2 separate regions of the Mus musculus genome follow, and region 1 is linked to region 2. A link is a contact called in public Hi-C data. All regions are on one chromosome and are shown on one strand. The core of a region is the stretch at or near the end of the contact, and the rest is flanking DNA. Distances in the headings are between cores, read along the strand shown.

Evidence for each region. A called contact is a pair of places that touch in the nucleus more often than the background predicts.
Region 1: a Hi-C map of cerebral cortex shows a contact between it and region 2, with 3 times the contacts expected there. The contact joins two enhancer-like sites. A contact is called at or near these places in 1 of 484 Hi-C or Micro-C datasets (cerebral cortex) and 1 of 9 other capture datasets (embryonic stem cells).

The regions. Positions count from the first base shown.
Region 1 is chr10:90,719,894-90,724,791 of GRCm38.p6, reverse strand. The region is part of intron 17 of Anks1b (ankyrin repeat and sterile alpha motif domain containing 1B); the gene reads right to left. Among named protein-coding and RNA genes, the nearest start is that of Apaf1, 360 kb to the left of the region's middle. Within about 2 kb of position 1,626, at least 29 of the 459 cell types and tissues checked have an H3K27ac peak or open chromatin away from gene starts, as enhancers often do. A contact at or near this core is called in cerebral cortex, where this site is marked.
Region 2 is chr10:90,428,764-90,434,146 of GRCm38.p6, reverse strand. All of the region lies in intron 12 of Anks1b (ankyrin repeat and sterile alpha motif domain containing 1B), which reads right to left. Among named protein-coding and RNA genes, the nearest start is that of Anks1b, 560 kb to the right of the region's middle. Within about 2 kb of position 1,441, at least 41 of the 459 cell types and tissues checked have an H3K27ac peak or open chromatin away from gene starts, as enhancers often do. A contact at or near this core is called in cerebral cortex, where this site is marked.

The sequences.
Region 1 (4,898 bases), core at 377-2,876, 290 kb before region 2:
CAGGACACAAAATATATACAAAAAACCAATAGGAGTTAATTGTCATGTTTATTTCTATTTTTTGGTGATGGGGGCCTTTGTAAGTAAATCATGGTTGAATGAGTAGGTCACAGTTAAAAGATGCAGGCTCAACCCAAGGCAGCAAAACGATGCTGATGTTTTTGGAAAAAAAAAATGAGAAAAGGGGGGGAAAAGATAAGGTAGCCAGAGGCAAGCGACAAGGCTATAGAGGGGTCATGTGGGCTCTGGGCCGGGGCACAGTGGCCCACGAGAAACCTCTCTTGGTGAAGGACCAGCGTGTGGGTGCTGAGGCCGCACCTGTGGTCCCAGGTGTGCCAGCATCAAGACACTGAATAGACGTTTGTTGGTTCCCTGATTAACTGAATGAACAGTGAGGGTATTAACTGAAAAGAAACTGCTATCTCTTCCTTAAGGCGGAAGAGCTGGAAGCGGCAGGAAGACTTTTCTCCAGAGCCATCTGTACGCTTTTTATAATATTTGCCTGGAATCGTGTGGGTGAAGATGCAGCGCTCTATAATTGCCTGTGCCCTTGCGAGGAGCCGATAAGAACATCCGGTGGGGGCAGAAGCAGAGGCAGAAGGAACAGATTTCCCACAGAGTAAAATGTTCTTTTTCATGAGGGGGGAAAAAAGTTCCTTGCTATGACAAGAAGAGGAGACCCTACAGCAGAGCGGCAGATGCCTCCTAATAGAGAGAGATTGCCAGAGTTGCCCACCAGGAGCCGGCTGCTCATTACACGAGGAACAAACGCAGGAGCCAGCATGGCCGCCCTCTCCTCTGTTCTGTGGGCTGGTGCTGGAACTGTAGCATGGACAGAAAGGTGGCTCGCTTTCATTGCTGTGGCCATGGGTGACAGCGCGGTGGTCGTCGGAATCGCACTGAACCATCCCCTCCTTTTCATCTGTTCCCACCTTACCCTGCTATGACCCTGGCATGTTTCTAATCCTCACTGTACAAAACATGTCTGGACAGCCATGGGAACCTGAGACCTATAAAAAGGCTTAGTCACATGGGATGAAGAGGCAGATGCCTCCACGAGGGGACCAGCTCTGATAGCCACGTTGCTGAGCATTATTTATATCAGAACTTAGCATGAAGGCTCCCTATTTTATCCGCTGTCCCTTCCCCGAGTATCTCATCTCTTTGGATTATTTTGGCTTTATCTTGTGTGTACTTTAAATGTGGTAATAAATCGCAAGCAGTTCTGCATTCCGATGTGATTTGGGCATACACATTTGCACCCCTGTTCTAAGAAATGAGGCCCATAAAAGTCTTCCATGAGTGACATGCACATGTGTACACACTACACACACACACACACACACACACACACACACACACACACACCAGAGAGGAGTTAAAAGCATATGCTGATAACTGAATCTGCTGATGACATTTTGAGTAGTGAGCCCACTCCGCACAGCTGAAGGGTTTGGCATGGTACTTGTTCATGGGAACAAAGAGCTGGAATAAAACACAGTGCTGAAAGTCTTCCAGTGACTGGAGAAGCCGAGAGAAATTAGTATCTTCCCCCCACCCCCGGCCTCCCAACAGAGCTGCTGGTTGAGGCTTATGATCATCTCAGTGAGAGTTTCATGTGGCTCTGTAGGGCAGACTCCAGCTTAGTGACACTCTCACGCAGAGTCCTTGGGGCTGAGGAGGTAGAATAGATAAACATTCAAAAGCACGGAGCTTGGGCCAAAGCCTTTCTCACTTTAAGACTATGCCAGCTGGAGATTAACAACGTGGCTAGAATGTACGGCGTAGAACCGGCACTCTGAGAACTTAACACATTGATTCTCGTCAGTGACACTGAGTGTCTGGTACTAGCAATGGGCCCATGGTTCCTGCTGGGAAGGATCCACCCCTCATTAGAAAGCTGTTATTGGTTAGATGGTTTGGATTTGACTGATCCGTAGGAGAAGCTCACTACCTCTATGTCCTCATTTCTGTAAACATCTATTGTAAGTCCATCTGTACAGAGATTGTACTGGGTGCAATGCTCAGGGGCAAAAATGTCCTATTCAAATAGGTCAGAGACTCGAGGTCAGAAACAGACCTCTTCTCTCTAGCTACAAATCCTGCCTTGAGTGATCTCATCCCCAAGTTGCTTCTAAGGTCTCAGAAGCAAGAGAAACCTGAGAGTTTCAATTTGCCAAGAGAGAAATTGGTATCTCTTAGATGCTACTACTAGAAAATGGATAAGGATGCTATTTACAAACCCACAAAGCCAACACCGTGTGTTTATTATGTCTCAGACACTGTTCTATGCATCTGACTGACTTCTCATACTCTTACATCATTTCCTGGAAACACCATTATCATTTCCCATCTATATGAGAAGAGTGAGGCACTGGGTTAAAGTCACTCACGTGCAACTTTTTGTCTGTCAGTTGAGTTATTTCCATAGGCCACATGCTCTATTTTTTGTGCGTTTAATGTCTGCACACGCGTGCATATGCAGTCATGTGTGTGATTGTGCCATGGCGGGTATACGGAGGTCAGAGGACATCCTTGGGTGTTACTTCTCATGGTCCACCTTGTTTGCTACAGGGCGTCTGTGGCTTGTGGCTGAGTAACTCAGGCTATCTGGCTTGTGAGCTTCTGGGGGAATCCTCCAGTCTCCACGTCCTATCTGGTCATAGGAGCCCTGGGACTATAGACGGGCGCTGCTGATCCCAGTTCTGTGTGTTTTTCAGAGACTCAAACTCAGGCCCCCTGTTTACATGGTAGGCACTCTACCCACTGAGCTATCTATCCTTCCAGCCTTATACATTATTAATTATTGATCCACGCTAAGCTGTGACCACTCTGCTAAAAACTACACGACTAGTTCTGTTATTAATATAAAACTACGACATGATACAGCATAAAAAAATCAGGACTCTGCCCTTGTTATTGGTCCTGCGTTAATGCTTTTCTCCAAACGATCCCCAGTTTTAAACTCCATTAATCATCGTGAGGCTGCGCCGTGGGAGCTGGGGCCGCCTGCCTACCCATTAGCTATTTCTGAGGTAGGCTTAGGAGCTAGTTATGAAAGAATCATATTATTTAACCTGATGCCGCTGAACTTGAGAAACAATAGACTTGGTGAGTTGGAAACTAGGTAGGCAGAGGTGATGTCTCTATGGAAACAGATGTGAAGCTCCAAGTAAATAGTAGGCCTGTTAGGTTTTCACCAAGAAACAATAGATTGTGCTTGCTTGGCTTGCTTTTCTATAAACTGTTTATCGTGGAGGCTGATCACAGCCAGGGGTAAGGTAGAAACATGCTTCTCTCTCAGTCACTGCCCCGGAAGGTGCCAACTCTTCTAGGAAACTATCTCTTGGTGACATCTTGTCCAGGTGCCAGATCTTAGTCATTAAACCTTGCCTTTTCTTGGTTTTAAAGACTTATTTCTTATTTATGAAAACATGTCTCTGTGTGTATGTGCATATGTGTGTGGATGACTGCAGAGGTCCAAGAACTCAGATGCTTTGGGACCAGAGTTACAGGCAGTTGTGAGCCATCTGACAGGGGTGCTAGGAATGCAGGTCCAGACTTCTGAATGAGCAGCCCGTGCTTCCATCCATGTGGCCTTCTCTCTGACCCCTCCACGCTGTATTCTCTATAGTCTTCCATTCAACCAAAGTTTTCCACTGTTTCACTGATGACCAGAGTTGTGGCTCCAGGACCTGATCTGGGGAGCTGTAAGGGTGATTCTGTCACCTTGGAGTGGCACTGTGGGCTGTTCTGGTTCTAGGCTGTCTTCTACACGACACAATCCCTTTAACTGCTGAAGTATTAGGAGAGATGAGATGGGCCTGTCTTCCTTAGTGTCTATAGCTCAAATGGTTCAGCCTCCAAGCTGCCTCCACCATCCTATCAGCCTGCCTTACCTGACTGCCTCATAAGGTAACTGAAGGAAGCCTGTCAAGGCAGCAGAAAGAGCCTTGTTCCTTCTTAGTACATGCTATGGAGGGAGTCCTCTAAGTGCCCAGTCTGTGATGTGAGATGCTGAAACCTCTTTCCCCCATCTTTGGGTCCTATGTTCAGACAAGAAGCAGTCTCTTTTTATACCGTACTAGATGTTAAACTAGTCAAACCCACAGGGATATATAAATATTATGGTGTTTTTCTGAATACCATAAAGGACTCCTTCCTTCCCTCCCTCTCTCCCTCTTTCCTTCCTTCATCCTTTCCTTCTTTCTTTTCTTTCTCCCTCCCCTCCTTCTTCCCTCCCTTCTTCCCTTTGTCCTTCCCTTCCTTCCTTCTTCCCTCCTTCTTCCATCCCTCTCTTTGTCCTTCCCTCCCTCTCTCCCTCCTTCCTTCCTTCCTTCCTTCCTTCCTTCCTTCCTTCTTTCGCTCATTCTCCCATCCCCCATTCTCTTTCTCCTCTCTCCAATAAGAGCTAAAATTTGAGGAATAAAAGGCCCAGCAAATCATTATTGTCTTAATTCCAATGAGACAACGTTAGCAGAGCAGAGGAATCATAGGAAACCATTTGTTTCCTAAGAAACTGGAGTTGTGCTTCCCCATGTCCAGGGCTTTCAGCCCAATCAATACTGAAACCAGCCACTGGGGACTTCAAGCTCGGCTTGCCCTTCTGCTCTGAGCTTGCCAGTTGCGAGTGCCTGGTTCAAGAATGCTGAACTCATGACTTTCTTACAAATGCCACTGAAATGTTCCAAAGGTTAAAACAGCAAACAAACAAACAAACAAACAACCTAAAGGAACTAAGGAAAACGTGATATTCCTATGCTAGACACATGAAGGGGTTTTTGTATCCTTCATGCAGAAGGCTGAGAGAGTGTAAAGCAAGCTTGACCTGTGTTTATTACCCAAGCAGGAGAACTTTATTACCCAAGCAGGACCCCTACAGAAATCCACTGGCAGGG
Region 2 (5,383 bases), core at 192-2,691:
AGAAACATAGGTCAGAATTCAGTGTGAGATGAAAAATATATGGAGCAATGACAAGGGCAAATTCTGTCACATAAAGAGGTCACTAGGCAACCAAACAACAGTCCTACCCTATTAATTTATCTGAAATAAAACCCAGAGGAACAAACGAAAGATGAGCAGGAGATCAGCTACTTGTGGGGCAACTTGAAACAGCTGAACATGTGAACAGAGGGAGTCCCTAGAAAAGGCCAAAGGAAAGAGAAAGAATGTGTGTATTTGTGTGTGTGTGTGTGTGCGCGTGCGCACGCACGTACGCGCATGTGGTGTTTGAGAATAATTATTATATTTCACTCTAGTGGTGTGTTGAATTACAGTTTATTCCAACTCTAAAATCCTACAACTCATGATTGTTTTCTACATTGAGGGTTGTAATTCCTTCCAAGACTTTTTTCTTCTGTGATTGCCTATCCCTGCTTGAGAAAGATTGGGTTGAAAGGGGGAGCATTTAATGGATGCAGGTGTTCTGCAGATGTTAAAGATACATTGCTTGTACTGATATATCTGGGCTTGAAAATGTGAGCAAATTATGTTTAGAAGTTTCCAGCATTCATATACAAAGTTGCTTGATCTTCCCTGCTTCAAGGAGCTGATTCAAACCAAAACCTCTTCCAAAATGATTATAAGCTCCAAACTCAACTACTAAAGAATATGCCAACCTATAACCAATAGGAAAATGGAGCTAATTTTAATTCCATCAGTGTCAAACTAATCAAACAGGTTTGTATTTTAAACAGCATGTCAGATATTTGATATTTAGGGACTCAACTTACATACAGTTTGAGAGAACATGCAAGTATCAATTAAGAGACTTCAATAAGTTCATTATTTGGTGTTTAAAATATATATGTAGGTTCATTGAACACTGGTGGACCAAACAAACAAACAAACAAACAAACTATGGCCACTTAACCTTCTAAACTATATTTTACACCTTAATTTTATAAAATTTTAAATACAATTAAATGAGTACTAACAATCTATATGCTTTATAGAATATATATCTGTATGTGTTCATAAATATGCGTTTTAGACATGATATGCTCTTATGACTTTCTTGATTGATTATGACACCTCTAGATTTACTCAACTTTTCCAGAAGAGAGACAGAACTGTAATACGGAGCTAGATATCACTGAAAAAGTAAACTAGTAGCAGTAAATGTCAAAATTCCCCCTTCATATGGCATCTCTAATTATAAACTGACACTAGCAAAGCATTGGCAGCATCATATTGCCAGCATCCGCAGGCTCTTACAGCTGCGGTCAAATCTCCAGCATCTCTCCTACATTTGCCTTTCGTTCATGACATTTGATCAGTCAACAGTACGGAGCCCTTGTGTTCTCCTGGGCCACCCTGCAGTTCAAAACTCCAGCCTGTTTCAGGTTGCTCTGAAAGCGGGTAGGGAGCACAGTGCAGCTTTCCGAATGAGAGCTGCACATATCAATCACAGCAGCGGCTGCTTGGGTACCAGCCTTGGCAGAGGTGAAGCTGGGGTGCTCGCCGGGAAGAGAAAAGCTGTCTGGGATGAAAATGGAGGCGAAACAATTTAGGCAGCTGGGGGAGGATTCTGAAGACGGGAAAGATTGGATTTCCAGGGCTTCGATAATGAAGACAGAGATGGTTTAAATTTATGGGAAGCAGACAGGAGAACTCAGCTTCAGGTCAGTTTAAAAAAAAAAAAAAAAAAAAACGGCATCTGGGGAGCTCTTCTACAGAGAAAATCACACAGGCTGAATCACGCTGGGGGAGTGAGCAGGGGAAAAGCTTGGCACTAGGGGCCTCATTTAAAGAGTAATAAAAAGCAGTAAAGACAACTCGCTCTAGCACAGCCTCAATTAAAGCCTGCATGGGTATGTGCCTGGCAACCTCAGCAGAAACCAGTAAGCAGCCCTACCCTTCCAGTGAGTTCTGTCCCCCGTGTCATCCATCTCTGAACCTCCCACATGAAATCCTCCTCCACAGTGGCCTCTGCCAAATGAATACCGTGACATCTCTGAGGAGCTTGTCAGAGATGCAGAATCACTGTTTCGACTCAGACGTACTGAAGTGGCACTGGTTTCCCAAGACACGTGTACGACTCTAGGGCACATTAAAGTTTGAGAAGTATCGCTTTACAATATACACAGTGCTCCTTTTGAGAGAGAGAGACAGAGACAGACAGACAGACAGAGAGAGAGGAAGAGAGAGAGACAGAGAGAGAGGAATTACCTTAGCATTTCACAGCAATGGCATATAGATTAGGAGTACCTGTCATGTTTTATCCTCTCTGCAAATATCCATTTAGCATAGTAAGCAATTAATTCACAGGCCTTGGGACCGAAGGAGGTTTTGGACTGTACTCTGTACTGTGTGAACTGCTAACCTCATAGAGTTATATAAACATTGTCCCAGTCCCGAAGGACATCACGGGCATCTTAGGAAATGGTTAATTTTTAAAAAGATAGCTTCGATGTCAAAAACATGTACTTGGCACTGAGGTAGCATGAGGAATGAGTGGTGGATGTATGTAAGAAGGTTGAGCAGGGTTTCCTGAGCTGGGGAGGTTTCTGTGCAGCCGATTTCCTTGCACTTAAAAAGGAAACTTTTTCTATTGTGTTGAACATGGGGCCTTGTGAGTAGACTAAAATATAACATAGCAGGAAAGCTTTAACTAAACCCCAAGGGCAAGAAATGGGTTGACCTGTCCAGATAATTTAAAGTAGATCCAGATGGCTGGGTTTAGGTTTTGAGGGCAGTGGACTGGGGTCTGGTGGTCGGAGATAAGGAGGAAGAACTTTGCAGGAGCGAGGCGCAGAGGGTTTGTAGACCAAGGACTTCAGGATGATTCCTATGGAGCAATAAAAGGAAGTTGGGACGAGTTTTAAGTAGGGCAATAACCAGATCCTGTCTGCATTTTAGAAACACCACACTGGAGGATGTTTGGGGAACGGTGATTAGCCAATTTGGCTGAAGTCTCAAGCACATGGAAGGAAGCAATGGTGTCTAGAAATGCAGCTTTGGATACAGATCACAGAGGATGCTGGCTGTCATGTTGCATGCTTAGTAGGCAGTGGGGAGCAAGAGGAAGCGTTTGACTGAGAAGAGACCGAAGGCAGGTGGCCAGTTAGAAGGTTACTGCAATCATTTAGGCAAGGGGGTAATAGAACCTGATGACTCCAAGAATAGAAATTAAGGGCTATATTCGAGGAGCAGGTGCATAATTATAAGCACAGTTTCATTACTCATTTCAGGGTGGCGCAATTTTATACACAAATCAGATCTTTATAAATGCTTCTATTTTCACATCCTAATATAGCCCCACTTTGGCACAAATCACACCGGGGAAGACACTCCTAAGGTCCGTGGGTCACCAAGGAAAAAAATCTTCCTGCTGCCCTAACTGTAGGTCCCTCTCTCAATGGTAGATGGACACTCAAAACTCAAATAGGAACCTCATGATAGAGCTGGCCTTTAGTCCCCTCTTTTGGTTGCTTTCCCACCTTAATTATTTGTCTAGGGAAGCATGCTATCATTATTGTTTGTCTTCATTAACCTCCAAGATAGCAACCTCCCCTTTCTCACCCTTACCCACTTCTACCCTCATGCATTGCCTTTATTAGAAATACCGACTTCTTGGTGGCATAGGGACATTGAAGCCCTGCTTCTATTTCTCATTATGATGGGTATCACTACCACTGAGTCACACCTACCTCAACTGATGCCAGGCTAGCTGTTATGTGATTTGAAGCTATGAAACTCCATTTCAGGTGACATTTCCAGAATTTCTTTAGAAAGCTTTTCCAAGTGTTTCAGTTATACATTGCAGAATATTTATAATTCTGGGTCAAGCATCATGCTTGGCTTGACTTCCAAAATACAGAACTCAAAAAAAGGTGGTTATTTTCTCCTCTAAAGGAAAAAAAATGTATCTTGATAAAATAGGAAGTAGCTCTGTATTATGTGTTTCCTGTACATCAATTTGCACCATGTGATCATTTGCCTTCTGGTATTGTCTGACTGTATTCTTTCTAATTCAAGATTCAAAAGGCCTAGGGAGTAAAGGGAAGCAACCATGCTGCAATCTTCACATTTAGGGAAACCTATTGTTATCCAAGCTTTTTATTTTTGTTAAGGTACTCACTCATAATAGAAGCTGCCCACACAATACCTACATGGAAGTCATATCTGATCAATAGTGTTTATCTCTCCAGCACTTTTGAATGGAACAGAACAAGGACTGAGGAATGTATGTGTACATCTATGTAAAATACATAAGAAACAAATTCAGATTTTCATATCCAGAAAATATGTACTACCAAAATATTATACCTTAGGAAAAAAAGCATGAACTCTCAATATCCATATATTTGCCTCAGATGGACTTTACTGTTGGAATAAAGATAATAGTATTGTTGATTTATGAAATAACTACCTATTTTTTACCTCTATAAGAAATTGAAGTCGGCTTATTTTTTTTTAACTTTTTATTGGTTCTTTGTGAATTTCACATTATGTACCCCAATCCCACTCATCACCCCCTGCCCTCATACCTGCCCTCTACCCTTGCCCCCACACAGAGGAAAAAAAAATCTCATTGTAGAAACTTTAGTGTGTCACAGTGTATCCTACAGTATACCCCTTTTATTCACACTTTGCTTACAAATAATTATTGCAATGACTCATCAGTCTGGTACAAGGCCTCTAGCTTCTGCTACACTATCAATACTGGATCCTCATTGGGGCTCCTCTCAGCTATCCTGTTGCTGCCCTGTGTCTTGGAGATCCTTCAGCTTTGGTTGTGTAGGACCATGCCCTTTATGTACTCCAGCAGTCCATCCAAGGGTTAGATGTTGGGATGGGCCAATTCAAAGCCCTGGATCTGGGCCTAAGAGGTATCTGAACTGGTCAGCCTGACAGCTCTCCTGCTCTCATGCCCTTGAGGTCAGCTCACCAGCACCTTCCACAATCAGGGCCAGCTTTACTCTGCTGCCCAGTGAGGCACAGGGCCCACAGTTCTGAGTGCTGCAGCCAATGAGACACAAGACCAGAACACTCTCTTGATATCCGGGCTAGCTCTCCTATCTGTCATAGGTGGCAAGGGACAAGAGAAGCAAAGAGAGCATCTCTCCCTTGTCCATACCACCACTCAGCAGACAAGGTCTATAAGGAAGGTCAGCTCTCTTGTGCTCATACCCTCAGGGCCAGCTCACCTACAACCTCAGTGTCCAGAGCCAGCTCTACTATACTGCTTGGGTGAGATATAGGACCTCCTCTACTGAGTGCTGCAGCAGGTGACAGGCAGTACAAGCTCTCCTGCCTGCTGTACATGGCAAGAGGTGAGGGTGGGAGAGCATTTCTCCCTTGC